Linked DNA regions of Mus musculus: all the other regions are linked to region 3. Evidence: chromatin contacts called from public Hi-C and HiChIP or PLAC-seq data. All regions are on one chromosome and are shown on one strand. Each heading gives the region's core, a stretch centred on a gene start, on an enhancer-like site or on the middle of the called end of the contact. The rest is flanking DNA. Distances are from core to core; before and after follow the strand shown. Region 1 has its middle 110 kb from the start of Atp6ap1l. Region 2 overlaps Gm35111 (a long non-coding RNA gene). Region 3 overlaps Xrcc4 (X-ray repair complementing defective repair in Chinese hamster cells 4).

Evidence for each region. A called contact is a pair of places that touch in the nucleus more often than the background predicts. HiChIP or PLAC-seq counts read pairs in DNA pulled down with a chosen protein or histone mark.
Region 1: a contact with region 3 is called in an H3K27ac HiChIP or PLAC-seq map of the NIH/3T3 cell line, with 5 times the contacts expected there. The contact joins two enhancer-like sites. A contact is called at or near these places in 1 of 484 Hi-C or Micro-C datasets (bone marrow-derived macrophages) and 1 of 115 datasets of contacts at active chromatin or transcription factors (the NIH/3T3 cell line).
Region 2: a Hi-C map of bone marrow-derived macrophages shows a contact between it and region 3, with 13 read pairs. The contact joins two enhancer-like sites. A contact is called at or near these places in 1 of 15 datasets of contacts at CTCF or cohesin (the NIH/3T3 cell line) and 6 of 484 Hi-C or Micro-C datasets (bone marrow-derived macrophages, embryonic fibroblasts, granulocyte-monocyte progenitors and 2 more).

Annotation. Positions count from the first base shown.
Region 1 is chr13:90,795,550-90,798,286 of GRCm38.p6, reverse strand. No RefSeq gene overlaps it. Among named protein-coding and RNA genes, the nearest start is that of Atp6ap1l, 110 kb to the left of the region's middle. Within about 2 kb of position 1,281, at least 54 of the 459 cell types and tissues checked have an H3K27ac peak or open chromatin away from gene starts, as enhancers often do. A contact at or near this core is called in the NIH/3T3 cell line, where this site is marked.
Region 2 is chr13:90,514,787-90,517,659 of GRCm38.p6, reverse strand. All of the region lies in intron 1 of Gm35111 (a long non-coding RNA gene), which reads left to right. Among named protein-coding and RNA genes, the nearest start is that of Gm35111, 33 kb to the left of the region's middle. Within about 2 kb of position 1,564, at least 184 of the 459 cell types and tissues checked have an H3K27ac peak or open chromatin away from gene starts, as enhancers often do. A contact at or near this core is called in the NIH/3T3 cell line and bone marrow-derived macrophages, where this site is marked.
Region 3 is chr13:89,887,949-89,890,658 of GRCm38.p6, reverse strand. All of the region lies in intron 7 of Xrcc4 (X-ray repair complementing defective repair in Chinese hamster cells 4), which reads left to right. Among named protein-coding and RNA genes, the nearest start is that of Vcan, 150 kb to the right of the region's middle. Within about 2 kb of position 1,313, at least 95 of the 459 cell types and tissues checked have an H3K27ac peak or open chromatin away from gene starts, as enhancers often do. A contact at or near this core is called in the NIH/3T3 cell line and bone marrow-derived macrophages, where this site is marked.

The sequences.
Region 1 (2,737 bases), core at 32-2,531, 910 kb before region 3:
ATATTTCTTCCTTGATTGAATGGCCTTTCTCTTCGGCTCATTTTGGAAAGCTCTTACAGAATTTATCTGCAGCTGACCATGTCTGTCTTTCAGATTTTTCCCCCCCTCTTGGTTACTGGAACCTCTTGTGACCTTGTTCTCTTGAAACATCATGCATTAGATAGACATCACCTCATTTTAGCTTCATCGGAGCTCTCTGTGTTGGATCTCTTTCGAAGGCCAGTCTCTCCAGGGAACTACATTTGTCTGAGTGTGTGGTCATCTTTGGGTTAGGCCTTCTCTCTCCTGAGCTCCCTCTAAGTACCTTCTTGCCTCCCTCAGCCTTCTTGTTGTCTGCCAAGCTATGAACCATTCCTTCTTTTGGGAAGTTCCCGTTGCCCCAGTTCTCAATAAATTGAAGGCCTTTCACCTCTGATCTTCTCCAGCTGGGATCTTTCTGCCGTGCTAGTGGTGTTTTATTGACTGCGCATGCCCGTAGGGCATTTACTCACTATCGCCGCCATTTATCTCTCATGATATTTTGGGCTTTTTTGAGCTGTTTTTTTCCTTGCCTCTTCTTCTGACATGTGTATCACCGTGCTGCTGCATGGGCCGGATGTGAGGATCTAACCTAGGAACCTTCCTTTGGTAAATGGCACTTCTCACTTCAGGGCAGTGTGCACAGGCTGTCCACGCTGTGGAGACTGAAGCAGAAGAGGGCTTGAGAAGCTAGGCTGTCCTGGGGGAAGCTGTGGGGAAAGCTATGTCAGTCAAAGCTCTCCCCTTTGTGTTCTCCCACACAAGGAGACTTAAACTCTGTACTGACAGGAATGACTGACTCACTGGGTCACAGGAATGTCAGGCAGATGATACATCAGCCTGGAATCCCCGGTCACTATTTTCACCATTTAAAATATTCTGTGCCGTCACTGCTTTGTGTGTGTGTGTGTGTGGAAAATTTTCTTTCTGGAACTTTTATGACTAAGTCATCACTTTCTTTGCCTGAAAACTTTGTCTGGGACAGCAGCTGACTATGTTTTTCCTTTTGCTTCCATTACCTTTCTTCCTCCGAATACTGGAGGAAAATTTTAGCTCCATTGTCTGACCTGTGGATTTTGGACTTAGACTGAAGAAGGCTCTTTCCACTGGGGATGGAGAGTGAGGTCAGAGGAGTTGGGGGTTCTGAAGTTAGGAAACAATGTCTGCTTCTATCTTGAGGCCGTGGATTAGGAGAGGTGACATGATCCTAGGATTACATGCCTGGCTAGTGGAATATAGTTCTGCCTGGCATTAGTCATAGTGAGACAAGAGTAAGTTCCCTTTAGGCAGTAAGGGCGGGGTCCATTGAATCATAAGTGGTGAAGCATAATGACCACTCCCTTGCTGGGACAAATGACATGTAGTCACTTCTACAGTGAGGCCGAGGTATATGGACCCATTTCTGATTGACCTGCGATGACCCTAGCTTTGACCCTAGATGAGACCAGTCTTAATAAACATCACCTTAGACCAATCATAAGACCTATAAAAGGCCACCGTGCAGGGCGGTGTATCAGTGTTCCTCCCCTGGAACTCCACTCAGAAGTGGAATTGTCAGGAGCTCTTTTTCACTTTTTCTTAATAAATCAACATTCGTTCTGTTTGGTCTTTGCCCATGTGTCCTTATTCTTCCTAGATGTGAGATAACACATTTGAAAACTATAGGGTGGCTCTGGTCATCATTGCTTGTCCTGCACCACGAGCTCCCCTCCGAATTAAGCTCCCCAAGACCAAGGAAGTTTTCTTTGCTCTGGAGAAAAACCAAAACCAAAACCAAAACCAAAACCAAAACCAAAACCAAAACCAAAACCAAAACCAAAACCAAAACCAAAACCAAAACCAAAACCAAAACCAAAACCAAAACCAAAACCAACACCAACACCAAAACTAAAATAAAAAGCCAGAAGGAAACCATAGCCTTCTCATCCTCCATGGTGTCTCTGCCACACACCAAAGGCCAAGCTCTGATTTTGTTCTCCTATCTTTATATATATATAAATAATTATTTTATCATATATATGATATATATAATTTCAGCTCTATACGTATGAGTCACTTTTCCTGTTTAATCAAAGCATCAAGTTCCTATTTTATTATATATACTTTATATTACTATAGCTTAAAATGATCACATTCCTATTTTCACACTAGAGCTAAGCCATTTGAAGGCATCTAACTTTAAAATTAGATTCCCTGATATGCCTTTAGTGCCCTTTGCACAGGAGTGGGTGGGGAAGCCATAGACTTGAGACTCAGCCAGAGGTAAAATCAAAGTTCACTCTAAAGCAGAATAAACTCACAGTAAATTGTCAAGCGATAATGTCCAAAGAATGAAGTGGTCGGGTATAAAGGAATAGTAACTGGAGCAACATGAGAACATGTATAAACTAAAACAAAATACGAATATGTTTGGGAGATGGAAGTGAAGTTCTGGGACATAGATAAGAACAAATGACATGATTTTGATGGGAGGACATGGATTCTGAGTATAATGGATGCACACAGCAATGTATCTTATTTTTATAGTAGAGTTTTGTTTCTCTCTATAAAATATTTCTGTCAAAATGAGTTTGAACTAGATTAAAAATCATTCCATAGAAATCTACAGAAATACATTGAAAGGAGAAAAGATTGTCCTTGGTTGTATTTCATAACAAACTTACACCAATCTGCTGACTGGAAATGGATATAATTTGAATATATCTGGAATATACTTTAG
Region 2 (2,873 bases), core at 315-2,814, 630 kb before region 3:
TGCTGTGACAAAAACATGCAATGCACCAATCACAAGGTCTGCAGTGTTTCATTTTCCTCTTCATGACAGTGATTACATTTATGATGTCTTTCAGAGACTTGAGCAAAGAACACAAGCTGAAAAATCAATACAGCAAATGGCAAACATGCCAAGGGTGTGGATTAGAATGGGAACCAGAGCCAGTGAGAACATGGTGTTTGGGTAACATTGTGCCTGCACTGGCAAACTTTAATCTGTTATATTTTGTATCTAAAATATATGGAAACACACAGATGTGGTGAGAATGGGACAGATACAATTAGAACAGGCAGTTTGGGGATGAAAATCAGATACCTCTGATTACACTTGGTCCATGCCATGCTTATCACAAATGACACAATGAAGGCTCCAGAATGGAGGACAACTGCCATACAGGTATATCTTGTCGCCTAGGAGTCTGTTGCTTTGTGTTGTCTCTCTTCAATTCCTTTCCACTCATCTGATTGTGATTCTTAAACCCTCAAGTCTTTATATTTGCTTTGGTTGTATTACTGCCAGACAAGAAGAAATGGACAACACAATTATATCCATATGCCTACTATGACAGAACTCATCTTAAGGAAATGCCGATGCCCAAGATGAATGGTGGTGCTCTCCAGAGGCTGTTATGTCACTTTAGTCCTTGCATGCAGCCTTAGTAGACTAATGATTTGAGAACAGAAAGAAGGCATATTTTGTAGAATATATATATATGCACACACATACATACATACAAAATATTTTACATCTATGGGTGGTTTTAAAGATTATTGCTCTATTTGTTATTATTGTAAAGGCTAACATCTAGACTTTCTTTAAATTATGAGTGCTTAAAAATGGAAGACTCTCACTTCTTAGACAAATGAGTCCAGAACATGTATGTTATGTATGTTATGTATGTGGGTTAGGAAGAACAGGCAGGCACTGGTTAAATTCCCATCAGCCAGGAATTCTGAGCATCCCAACTGAACATATGCACAAAATCCTGAAAAAGCGTTTGAAATTTAGCATTGCAGTAACATGTTTAAAATAACTTCAGAGTTGATCTATAACCAGGGCACTTCTAGGTTTAAGCAAATATAGCAATTAGTTTTTCATTTTTTAAAGGGAGCTCATTTTGTGTAGCTAAATATAAATCAAAAAATTTTAAACACTATCCTCCAAGGCAGTTTAATTTTGAGCAGAATTTGAACGAAGAAGTAAAACCAAATCTCAAAGATGCTTCTGGTGTGGTAACATGGATCCTGGAGTGCAGCCTCAGAGCCATTTGGCTGTAGCCTCACATTCAGAAGGGCCAGCCAAGGAGACACATAGGCAGACTGCTTCAGAGAGATCAGCCTAAACCAGTACCATTTCTGAGACCAAATTCCCCTCAGAAGCACTCTGTAAATCCCCGAGTTCCTGTAGTAAGAAGTCTGTCCCTTTATTTAGTTTCATTGTGTGTTATCATTAAATGGGAGGAAATGACAAAAGCCACAGTCAAGGATAACCATGTGACACTGGCTTAGGCAGGCATAGGGTGTGTCTAGAGTGTGTTTCTGCTCAAAACTGGGTTACAAATGTGACCTAATGCTTGAAGCCTGTAGCTCCCAAAGAGGAGGAAGTTGTGCAGTGTTCTGGTGCTGATGGCAGGTTGCCAACCCAACAGAATTGCACAATCAGCTTCTAGGACATGCTGCATTTTTTTTCTCTCCCCAGAAATCAGTAAGCCACACTAGAGGGCAGGCTAACCTAGACCTTTATTCAACCCCTGCCCCCCACCCAAGAACAAGAATTTGCTCCCTTGTGTCTGATATAAGCATTATAGAAATAGAAGCCTACAGTTGAAAAAAATTGTGGCACTCTACGGAGCAAGCAACAGAGATTGTAGTTTGTGTGATACATCTATTTTACTCTGTGCTTGGAACATGTAAGGACAGCGCCACTTTAAGTAAAGCTTAAGGAAAAGTAAACCAACAAAAGGCAATGAAAATAGTGAATAACATGTCGTTATTAACTTGAATGAATTAATTAATATGTTATCAGAAATTAATACTATCAGACTAAATTAATATTAGAAAAGGGGTATTTCTTGACCAGTAACATCTTCTGTACAGGAATAGAAAATACAGTAGACATTGTCACTGCGGTGCAAGTCAGATACATAATGCTAGTTTGCATCTGATATCCTGCTTTTATTTCATTTTCTTCAGTGTGGTCATCAAGCACTAAAGGACTTGAGAATATAAGCTGTATAAAGTGGACTGTCTTAGGAACAAGGTTAATATTCTTCCTCCTGGACTTGCCCCATACCACCTCAGACTCCTCAGCCCTCCCAAGGAGTTTAGGATGTAGTAGAAAGTCACATAAAATTTCCAATCTGAACACTGAGCATATGTATTGTTAAAACATTGGTTGATAGCCACAACTGGCTTCTTGCTATTCTTTGAAAATATCTATGTAGAAGATTATCCTATTTTCCATATGTTCTGTGCTAGTCCAGCTTCTCCACAGACATGGAGACAACAAGATATACATAGCAGTCGATTTGTCAAAGAGGCTTGTTGCGTGCAATTCTGCAGTCTGAGAGGTTTCAGATCTGTAGTTAAAGACAAATGTAATGCCACATTTCAGTAATCTGTGCATTTGGGAAGCCAAGGCAAGAGGATTACCAAAACTTTGAAAATAGCGTGGGCTTCCAAGGAAGACATTTTCTTATAAATGGACAAAAACAAAATCAAAACAAAAAACAAACAAACCTAGAGTCTGCAGACTGGAGACAGTGACGTGGTTTCACATCTGAGTGTAAAGCCCTAAAACCCATGAGAGCTCAGGATATAATATCATGTCTGAGTCAGAGTCTAAGAGACGCAACT
Region 3 (2,710 bases), core at 64-2,563:
CTTCGGCAGTGAAGGATCCTTCATAATTTGGCTTTAGTACAAAGTGTAATTTTCTCATCCATTTTCTTGAGGAGTGTCTAACTAAACAAAACTATTGTAAAATTCCTTGCTGATGGGGCTTATAGTATACTGTAGCATTTTTGTTTACAAAAATCATCTCTGTTCGATATTTATATTATTGTTGTTGCTTATGAACTAGTCTCTTCTTGCTCAGCAGAGTTATAATATCTGTGTTATCTTTGTGTTGCCTTCCTAGTAGTCCAGGAAGCCTGCTTTAATGCTTTACCACTGTCATCATACAGCCAAGCAGAAGTAGACACAGGGGGCCAGGGAGCACAGGGCATTATCAGCTCTGCTGTTCTGACCAAGCTTTCTGCTGCATATTCTTTGCCTTATACTCTCCAATTTTATGTGAAGCTTCACTATTACAATGTCTACACTGAGACCTTCCATGACATTAACTTTTTAAAAGAGAAAATGTTTGTATTAATCACTTAAGGAATTTCAGAACTGTATTTTCTGAATGAACACACAAAGAGGGCTGGTGCGCAGGAACGTGTCTAAAGGAGTGCTCACCTTTAAGGGCAGCCTCCACTTCGTGTCAGGGAATCAAGGAAACCTTTTACAGAAGCTCCGAAGGGGAGTGCTTTATGGAATAAGTTCTTGATCATTCAGAAGAAGGAGAAGGAAAAAAATACAAACTATCAACTTTATCCTTCATGGGTACAGTGCATTCTCTCCTCTTAGTTCCAAGTTCCCAGTGAGTAGAAACCAAAGGCCTGAATCAAGTCCTATTATGATACTTAACTACTAGGACTAATTTATATCCATGCATAACTGTTCATAAGCTTCAACAAGGAGGAAAGTTTGTAACTATTCAAAACTAGAACTTTTCATCATATTAATATTTATTCATGATTAAGTACTTGTATGATCATCTCACTTCAAAAATGACAAGAAAAAGACTTTAGTTCTTGAGATCAAAACTATTATTAATTTCCCATATTGGGCAATCTAGTCACATTTCAACAGAGGGCTAAACTTAATAAAAACATCAAGTGGTTGGCAAATCTGTTACATCCATGTAATCTCTTTAAAGTGACTTTAAAATGTCAAAGTGTTATCAGCTTTAAGTTAGTATGAATAATTTCTTAATCAAAAGGGAATATTGTTACAAAGAAAGGTATAATACCATATTCACCCCTAGTAGCTTGGTATTTTGCAGGATTTATGATTTGTCAAATTGAGTCGGCAGTACATGGCACTGATGGACAGTGGGTGACGTGAGCAAAGCCACAGTGCTCTCCCACCCTGACTCCACTGAGGCTGATTAGGCAACAGCAGCCTACCCTGATGAAACTGCAGCTAGGCGAGCCTGTGCATTAGAGATACTGGAAATTCTGAGTCATCCTTTTGTGGTTTCTTTTCTTCCATGAACCTCACGCTAAACCAGAACACAGAACAGAATAAAAAGGGAAATGAGGAAACAGATAAGGGAAATGTCCTAACTCTGAGATACATCAGTGTTCAGCGCTTTGATCACCCCTTTGCTAGGGGATATGGCACTTAGCTTTCAGTGTCTTTGCTGTAAAAGGGGGCCGTTTAACTTCATTCCCTCTCTCCTATAATGCACTGCAGGATTATTCTGACCAGATGATGCAAAGAAATTTAGTTTTTTCCTATATTTAGTCTGATATACTCGGTAATGGAAGAATACTAAAGTGTTCCATGAATTCTAATGGGATTTTTAATTTCATTATTTCAAGCCAGCAACTTTAATCCTTTGTTCTAGTATTTACACAATGGCTATTCACTGCTCCTGCTACTTACTCAGGGCTTCAAGTAGGAATAATTGCAGAACATGGATCATTAATGACCATCTTGTAAGCAGCTTTGACAGCACTGACATTATACTTTCTAATCATCATTCAATATAATTTAGCTAAAGAATTATGAAGATTTTTAAAACACTTTTAAAACAAAGTAGGATTCATGTTTTAAGAAAACTATTAAAAGAGTATATTTTATCATTTTTAAGGAAGTCATAAGCTGATTGTCATAGACTGGGGATATGGTACCAACCTCTCTATAAGAAAGTTTGCTCAGATGTTTCAGTGCTGGTTTTAGAAATGTTAGACATAAACATCTCAGGAAAGATTCAAAATGTTGAAATAGAAAAAGAAATATATATAAGGAACAGAAATCAAATTACTTATAGCTGAAATAAAGAGTATAATAATAAAGAGTATAATAGTAAGGCAAGAGAGGACTAAAAATATACTATGAAATCTGAGAGACATTTATATGTACATGTGCATGGTACATGCATATGCTGTAGAAGATGGGCCTGATAGAGCCATAGAAGTTCTAGAAATTCTATATATTATAATCAAATAGCTTAAAAGTAACACGAAATGATAAAATTCATGCTTCACTTTTGTGAAGAAAGGCTTTCAAAAATAAATAATATATTCTATGTCTTACTAGTATACTACACATTTCCCATTCTATGACTTTGCTGATAATTCAGAGGATCTTAGTGATGCCCCCTCTTCTTCAATCACAGCCCAGTTCAACTTTTCACTATTTTGCTTATGAGAAAACTACCTGCAAAACTTCATGTGAAAAACAACATTCTAGCAATTCAAACATTTGACTCTAGTAAAAAAAAAAAAAAAACTTATGTGTTTTCCTCTAACAGAGTATTTGG